Regions from separate parts of the Gossypium hirsutum genome. Here region 1 is linked to region 2. The links are chromatin contacts, called in public Hi-C maps. All regions are on one chromosome and are shown on one strand. The core of a region is the stretch at or near the end of the contact, and the rest is flanking DNA. Distances in the headings are between cores, read along the strand shown. Region 1 holds the start of LOC107949024. Region 2 holds the start of LOC107931870.

Region 1 (3,237 bases), core at 218-2,717, 140 kb after region 2:
ACCCCTACAAATGCTTCATTAACTCACACAGTATTAAATTCAGTTAGGATTAACTTACCCGATTACATTACTATTAGAGATACTTATACTAGCATTGAAGTTACTAAAAGTAATAGAAACAATGCATGCACTTTACCAACTCAACAAACTGAGTCACCGACCTGGTGGAAGCCGAGTTCCTTAGTGAGTGGGACACCGAGTTCAGCCATACAAGCCTGCATTCGGTCATCTGAGCCGTACAATCCTGGGTACCTCTGAATACACCGGTCCTGCATCTTCGCCAAAGCCTTAGCCAAAGGGTAGCTAATGGCAAAACCTCCACCGCCGTATGCCATGCCGTAGGAGAAAAAAATGTTCTGGATATGAGATTCCGACAAGCTCCCGATGTAGTAATACTGTGTATGGTCGTATTTCCTCAAAATCCTAATCAGATTGTCCGTGATAAACACGGTGTCGTCGTCACCCATCACGAACCACCGGACATTATCCATCTTAAGCCTCAACGTCTCCGTCACGATCCGCGATATTCGAATCGCCGACCGGTGACCTTGCCGGTTCGTGTAGGCGAAGTTGGAAGTGTCGCTGGAGACACGAACCGGTGGAAGGGTTTGCTTGTCCTCCGGAGAGTACTTCACGCGATCGTCAAGCCAAACCACGCCCCGCATTTTGTTCGGCTTGTACCAAATCTTGATGTACTCTTTCCTCTGCTGCCATAGCTTGGAAGAAGCCGCGACCCCGAAAACGATGTCCTGGATCTCCGTCGGCTTCGGTTTATTCGGCATTTGCACCGCTACCGCCAGTTTTTCTCGGACATCTCGATGGCGAAGAAGGGGCGACGTTGTCTCAGCCGTCTGATTGAGAATCGACGGCGGAGATGTAATGCCTGTTCTGGTGGATAAAGTAAACGGGAAATCATCGGAAGTGTGATGAACTGAGGCCGTTAGCAGCTTGAGAGTGTAGACAACATAGGTAACTGAAACAAAGAGGATTAACCAGACCATGAGCTTGGGAATGGGTCGGGTCGAATGTCCAAGAACAAGCGGATTTCCCGATGGGCTCCTCATCTGAATCTGATCCCATACCATTTCTGAATCTTTCTTGGCGTCCTTCATTTTCTTTTCAAAATTCTGTTAAAAAAATTAAAGATTTTCTCTTTACTTTTGCATGTAATGTTGGATTCTCTAGGAGAATCTAAAAATGGGGGAAAAAGGACTTTAAGATCAGATGGCACCCAGAAAACAAAATCAGATGAAAATGGGAGAAAAGTGGTGATGGAAGGAAGAAGGCTGTAGTTGCAGATGAGTAAAGGTGAGAGCTTGCATTGTTGCCAGGTTGCAAACCACCGCTAGAAGGGATCCTTCAAAGTCCAAAGTAATTAAATACCAAGTAATTCTTTTTACTTATTATTTTATTAATTTGGGGTGTAATGCACTGAGATTTCTAGAACCCTGTGAGCGACTTGGATTTGGTACTAGATTTTGGAGGTGACGACTGACCCTACCTTTTTTCTACTTAAAGGCGGGAAATATACGTATTTAGCCGACAATTGGGTTTAAATGAATTAATGGTCTAATTTAATTGAAAATTTTATAACTAACTCCATACATTTGAAAATTACATCATCCTGATTTATATAAGCAATAAAGAAAAATATATATTTTTTATTTTCTAAATAGTAATATAAGTTATATTCTTTAATATGTTTTTTTTTAAGTTTTAAAAAATAACTCAGTTCACATTATTGCTATTACAATAATTAGAAAGATGTAAGTTTAAATGTGTTTAAATACATTTTTTTTAAACTTAAACGAGTTTTACAATCTAAAGATCAGTGAGAATTCAAGTATGTCCCCAGAGAGTGCAATTTAATTGCTGACCAATTGGCAAAGATCAGCCTATCTTGGCAAACCTCCCTCCAAATTTTTGAAGTTTCTCTTGATGTGGTGGTTTCGACTATCCAACAAGATAAATCTTTTAGTGTCTTTCAGAATCTCTTAAGTTGTATTTTTTGTTATGTTTTTTTCACAAAAAAAATATAATTTTCTTTCTATTTAAAGATTGAGAAGAGATTATAATTAGAAATATACACTGCATTTAGAAAAAAAATAGAAACAATAAAAGTCATAATAGAAGGATTAAATCTAAAAATAATGCCTAATATAAGGATCTTCCGAAGAATTTGACCAAGAGTCATGCGTCAAAGAAAAAAGGGGTAAATTTAGGGTGAGTTGTGTGTGTTGAGCAATTACACCTCCATCCAAGGCATAAAAGATAGAAGTGCAACAACAGAACAAAAGATTTGAAGTTAGACAGCGACAGATGATGAAAGCTTTTGCCTTTTTGATTGGGAGATAGATGTTGAAAGTTAATTATGTAATATGCGTTATTTGAAAGTTAATTTACAAAAACAGTTTTCTTTCAGCTTAACCCAACCATTACGCGCGTTTATTATGTTGAAAGTTACTTATATTCTATCATAAAAGAAAAAGGAAATTATTAATATACTAGATTTAGTAACAAGTGAAAAATTTCTCACTAATATATTTATAAAAAAAATTATATATAAAAAATTGAAAAATTTAATATTTTAAATTAAAATATTCTCTTAAAAATATTTTTTTTCTAAAATAATAAGTGTAAAATTAAGGTTTTTTATAATTTTATTTTATGATTCTTAAAAATTAATCTATATTTGAGTTGTTAAAAGAGAAAATAAAAGTATATTTGCGTTGTTGTTAAAAGAGAAAATTATAATATATATTATAAAAGTATAAAAGATATAAATATTTCTAAAATAAAAATTACTCTTTTTAAATTTTTAAAATTATTTAGTGTTTTCCCAATTGAGCTGATGGTCTTTTGCGATACAATTTCTGGAGCTTATATAATTTTTTTAATTAAATTTTACCTAGTAAATTAACTAAACATTAATTCAGTTTAATTTTTAAAAAATTATTTTCTGAAAAAAATTTTAAATGTTATCTAACATAAAATTAAAAAATATATTTTAAAAATGTTCAAGATTTAAAATTATTTAAATTATAAAACTATATCATCTATAACTTGGTGTTTTTTTTTCATATATATGAAATAAAGAAATAAAGAAATTATTTAGCAAAACAGATGAGGTTGAAAATTAATTAACGAAATAGTTGAAGTCCGCCCTAAAGCAGCGGATTCGGCACCTCCTGGTTCAAATGCCAAATGGAAAAATATCATAAATAGTCCCCATGTTTT
Region 2 (2,898 bases), core at 371-2,870:
CCAGCCAGTGCCAACCACCTAGGCCCACAGCTTTCTTGACCACGCCTTGCAAGCCAACCAATACAGATTTTGTTCTATTATTTCCCGTGACAATAACTTTTGTGTGTCTCGGAAGAACCGAAAGCTCTTCATCGCCGCTTTCTTCCCTGAACGGCGACAGAACCCGAGAAGAACACAGTTCATGCTCCAACATTTTTGTTAACAATTGTCGAGACAAAGCTAACTTAGGGGAATAAACAGCTGACTTTAGCTAATCAAAAACCCCATCAGCTCCATCAGTTTCCACGTTTGTTTTCGTTTTATTAATGGAAGATTCTGAGCCTTAGGTTATGATTCTGTAAAAAAGGACAAGGTTTTTTTTTAATGAAGTACAGAGAGAATCGTAAAGATTAATTAAATAGAAGCCAGAGAAGAGAAAGTTTGATCACTGACACGAATATTTAGAGGAAGAAATGAATGCGGGTTTTGTCTTCAGAGAAACCGATCACTGATTCACGAGACTTTAATTGATCTTAATAAATGAACTCCCACGAAAAAGAAGACGATGCTACTGCTATCTCATCATTAAGCTTCCGTTCATATCACCTGAAACAAGCAGAAATGGATTAAAACTTAAAACCCTTTTTTGTATTAAGAACTTTAAGGTTGAAAACAATCCAATTTGCAATATATTAATCACCAACCCATGGTGGGAAAAAAAAAACTTTTTAAAAAGCTGGATTGTAGATATCAATAGCCAAGAAAAAGTAGACCAATGAAGACAAGTATGTTTGGTTGCTTAGAAATTTTAACTATAGAACAAAAACTTATAAATAAAAAAATAAAACACTCATGAACCATTTAAGGGAAGCATCAGAAAAATAAATAAAAACTGGTTACATTCTAAAACCCTCCATTAATCTAAGAAGAAAAGAGATAGATAGAACAGAAGAAGCTGTAAGATTCTCTTGGCCGCATTTTCTTCGAGGAAACTTTAGTAAAACAAAAGTTGAAAAAGGTCAGAATTTTGGCATTTAAAAAGAAAAAGAACGCTATTAGTCACTTTCAACGTTATGCTCAAATTCAATAAACAAAACAGCTAAAACCCAAGTGAGAATTAAGAAACTATTTGGTATACAATCCATTCAAACATAAAGCCTAAAAGGCTATTTTTTAAAAGAATCTTGCATAGAATAAAAGAAACCCCAAATTTAGAAGGAAAAAAATTCCGATGGTACCTGAAGAACACGATAAAAATGCAAAACGATTCAAAAGAAAGAAGAAAAACACAGTACAATACAATGAATGTGTTTTACGGGTCGGGGATACTGGATTTCGGGTTCAGAAAATTGGGTTTGTAAGCATTTCTTTATAAGAAAAATAAAAAGAGGGGGAAAGAAAAACGCCTATTAGTTGAGCAAAGAGAGAAACTGTAAATGCAGAGGTTTTCGAAAGAAAAGAAAAGTTTGAATCGAAAAATGGGAAAGAGGGAGAGAGAAAGCACAGTGAATGCTTATCAACTGCCATGGGAAACGACCTGCCATGGTGTCGTACGGTCGGTCCTTTCATTTTCCTTTGGTAACCGGGCAATGCAACACGCCATTGTGTTTTATTTTGTTGAAAATGGCTCGGCTAACGGCTATAATAAGCGGAGTGGGGGTATTTAATGGATGTGGGACCCAGAGTGATATGGAAGTGATAGTGTGGGTCCCATTGGATTAATTTGTTTGGTGAGGAAATTGTTTTGCATGGTTCCTATTCTTACCTACGCACTCTCCCGCACACGAATTCTTCATGACTGCGTTAAATGTTGTGGTGTGTCGCCATACCCCATAAACTTAAATCCCTTCATTTTGTTCCTACCTTGATTCGTTTGAATTCCTATTTTAGGTTAAATTCTGCTATTATTTTTGTAAAGTTTTGTTAATACACCTCTTATTTTCTTTTATACTTTAATTTTGTCATTTTTAGAATTTGAAAATTCTATTCCTAATTAAATAATAATTATTAAATTCATTAAGTTAAGTCTTATTATTTTGAAATTTAATGTGTCAAATTGTTTTCACATATTACTCACAAAAAATTAGTTAATAGATTTAACAAAAGTCGTTTGCATTAAAACTAAAATTTTGAAATTCAAATATTATAGCTACTAAAAATGATCCAATATGTAAATGCAGACTAAATTATAACTTTAATCAAAATATACAGACTGGTGACATAATTTGAACATACGGATTTAATTGTTACCATTAGATCAATACTAAAATTTCAAAATTCGAAAAGTACACGAGCTAAAATCAATTAAATTAAGGTACATGTACAAAATTTACAATTTATGCAAAGTACGAGGTCTTATTACAAATTTTGACCCTTTTTATACTTTACAAAGGTTGTTAATTTAGTATTTATATTTTAATTTGATCAATTTTAATTTTTATCCTTTAAAATTTTATAGTTCTCACCGAATATTAACTATTGAATTCATTTTGTTTGATAAAGTGTTGAAGAAAAATCAATCAACTATGAATTAATATTTTCATAACTTAATTTTTCAAACGCATTTGATAACCCACAATGAAACCAATTGAATAGATTTTTTGCTGAAAAAATATATATATATAAAATGATAAGTGGATAAGTTCTTACACATCACTTAATAGAGAATAAATTTAATGGTTTTTTATTTTATTTTATTTTATTTCATTTAAGATTATATTATTCTCTATCAAATAATTTAATTATATTTACTGCTCAATTTTAAATAAAACACTAAACATATTTTATAACTCAAATTCAATATTTATTTTTTTAGTACTTATTTTTCAACATTTAATTTTTTAGATTATCAAGCATAACCTAAGTTGCGATATTTTCAAAATCTAATGCGGCAAATATATTATCATATGTGTAATGCCA

What was found. A called contact is a pair of places that touch in the nucleus more often than the background predicts.
Region 1: a contact with region 2 is called in a Hi-C map of leaf, with 2.5 times the contacts expected there. The contact joins the promoter of LOC107949024 here to the promoter of LOC107931870 in region 2. A contact is called at or near these places in 2 of 34 Hi-C or Micro-C datasets (callus and leaf).

Annotation. Positions count from the first base shown.
Region 1 is chrA12:105,063,584-105,066,820 of Gossypium_hirsutum_v2.1, forward strand. LOC107949024 reads right to left here and starts at 1,468. Exons shown (of 3, transcript XM_041083568.1): 1 at 162-1,468. The coding sequence starts at 1,112.
Region 2 is chrA12:104,920,372-104,923,269 of Gossypium_hirsutum_v2.1, forward strand. It overlaps LOC107931870, which reads right to left and starts at 1,621. Exons shown (of 8, transcript XM_016863828.2): 1 at 1,517-1,621; 2 at 433-585; 3 at 2-335. The coding sequence starts at 193.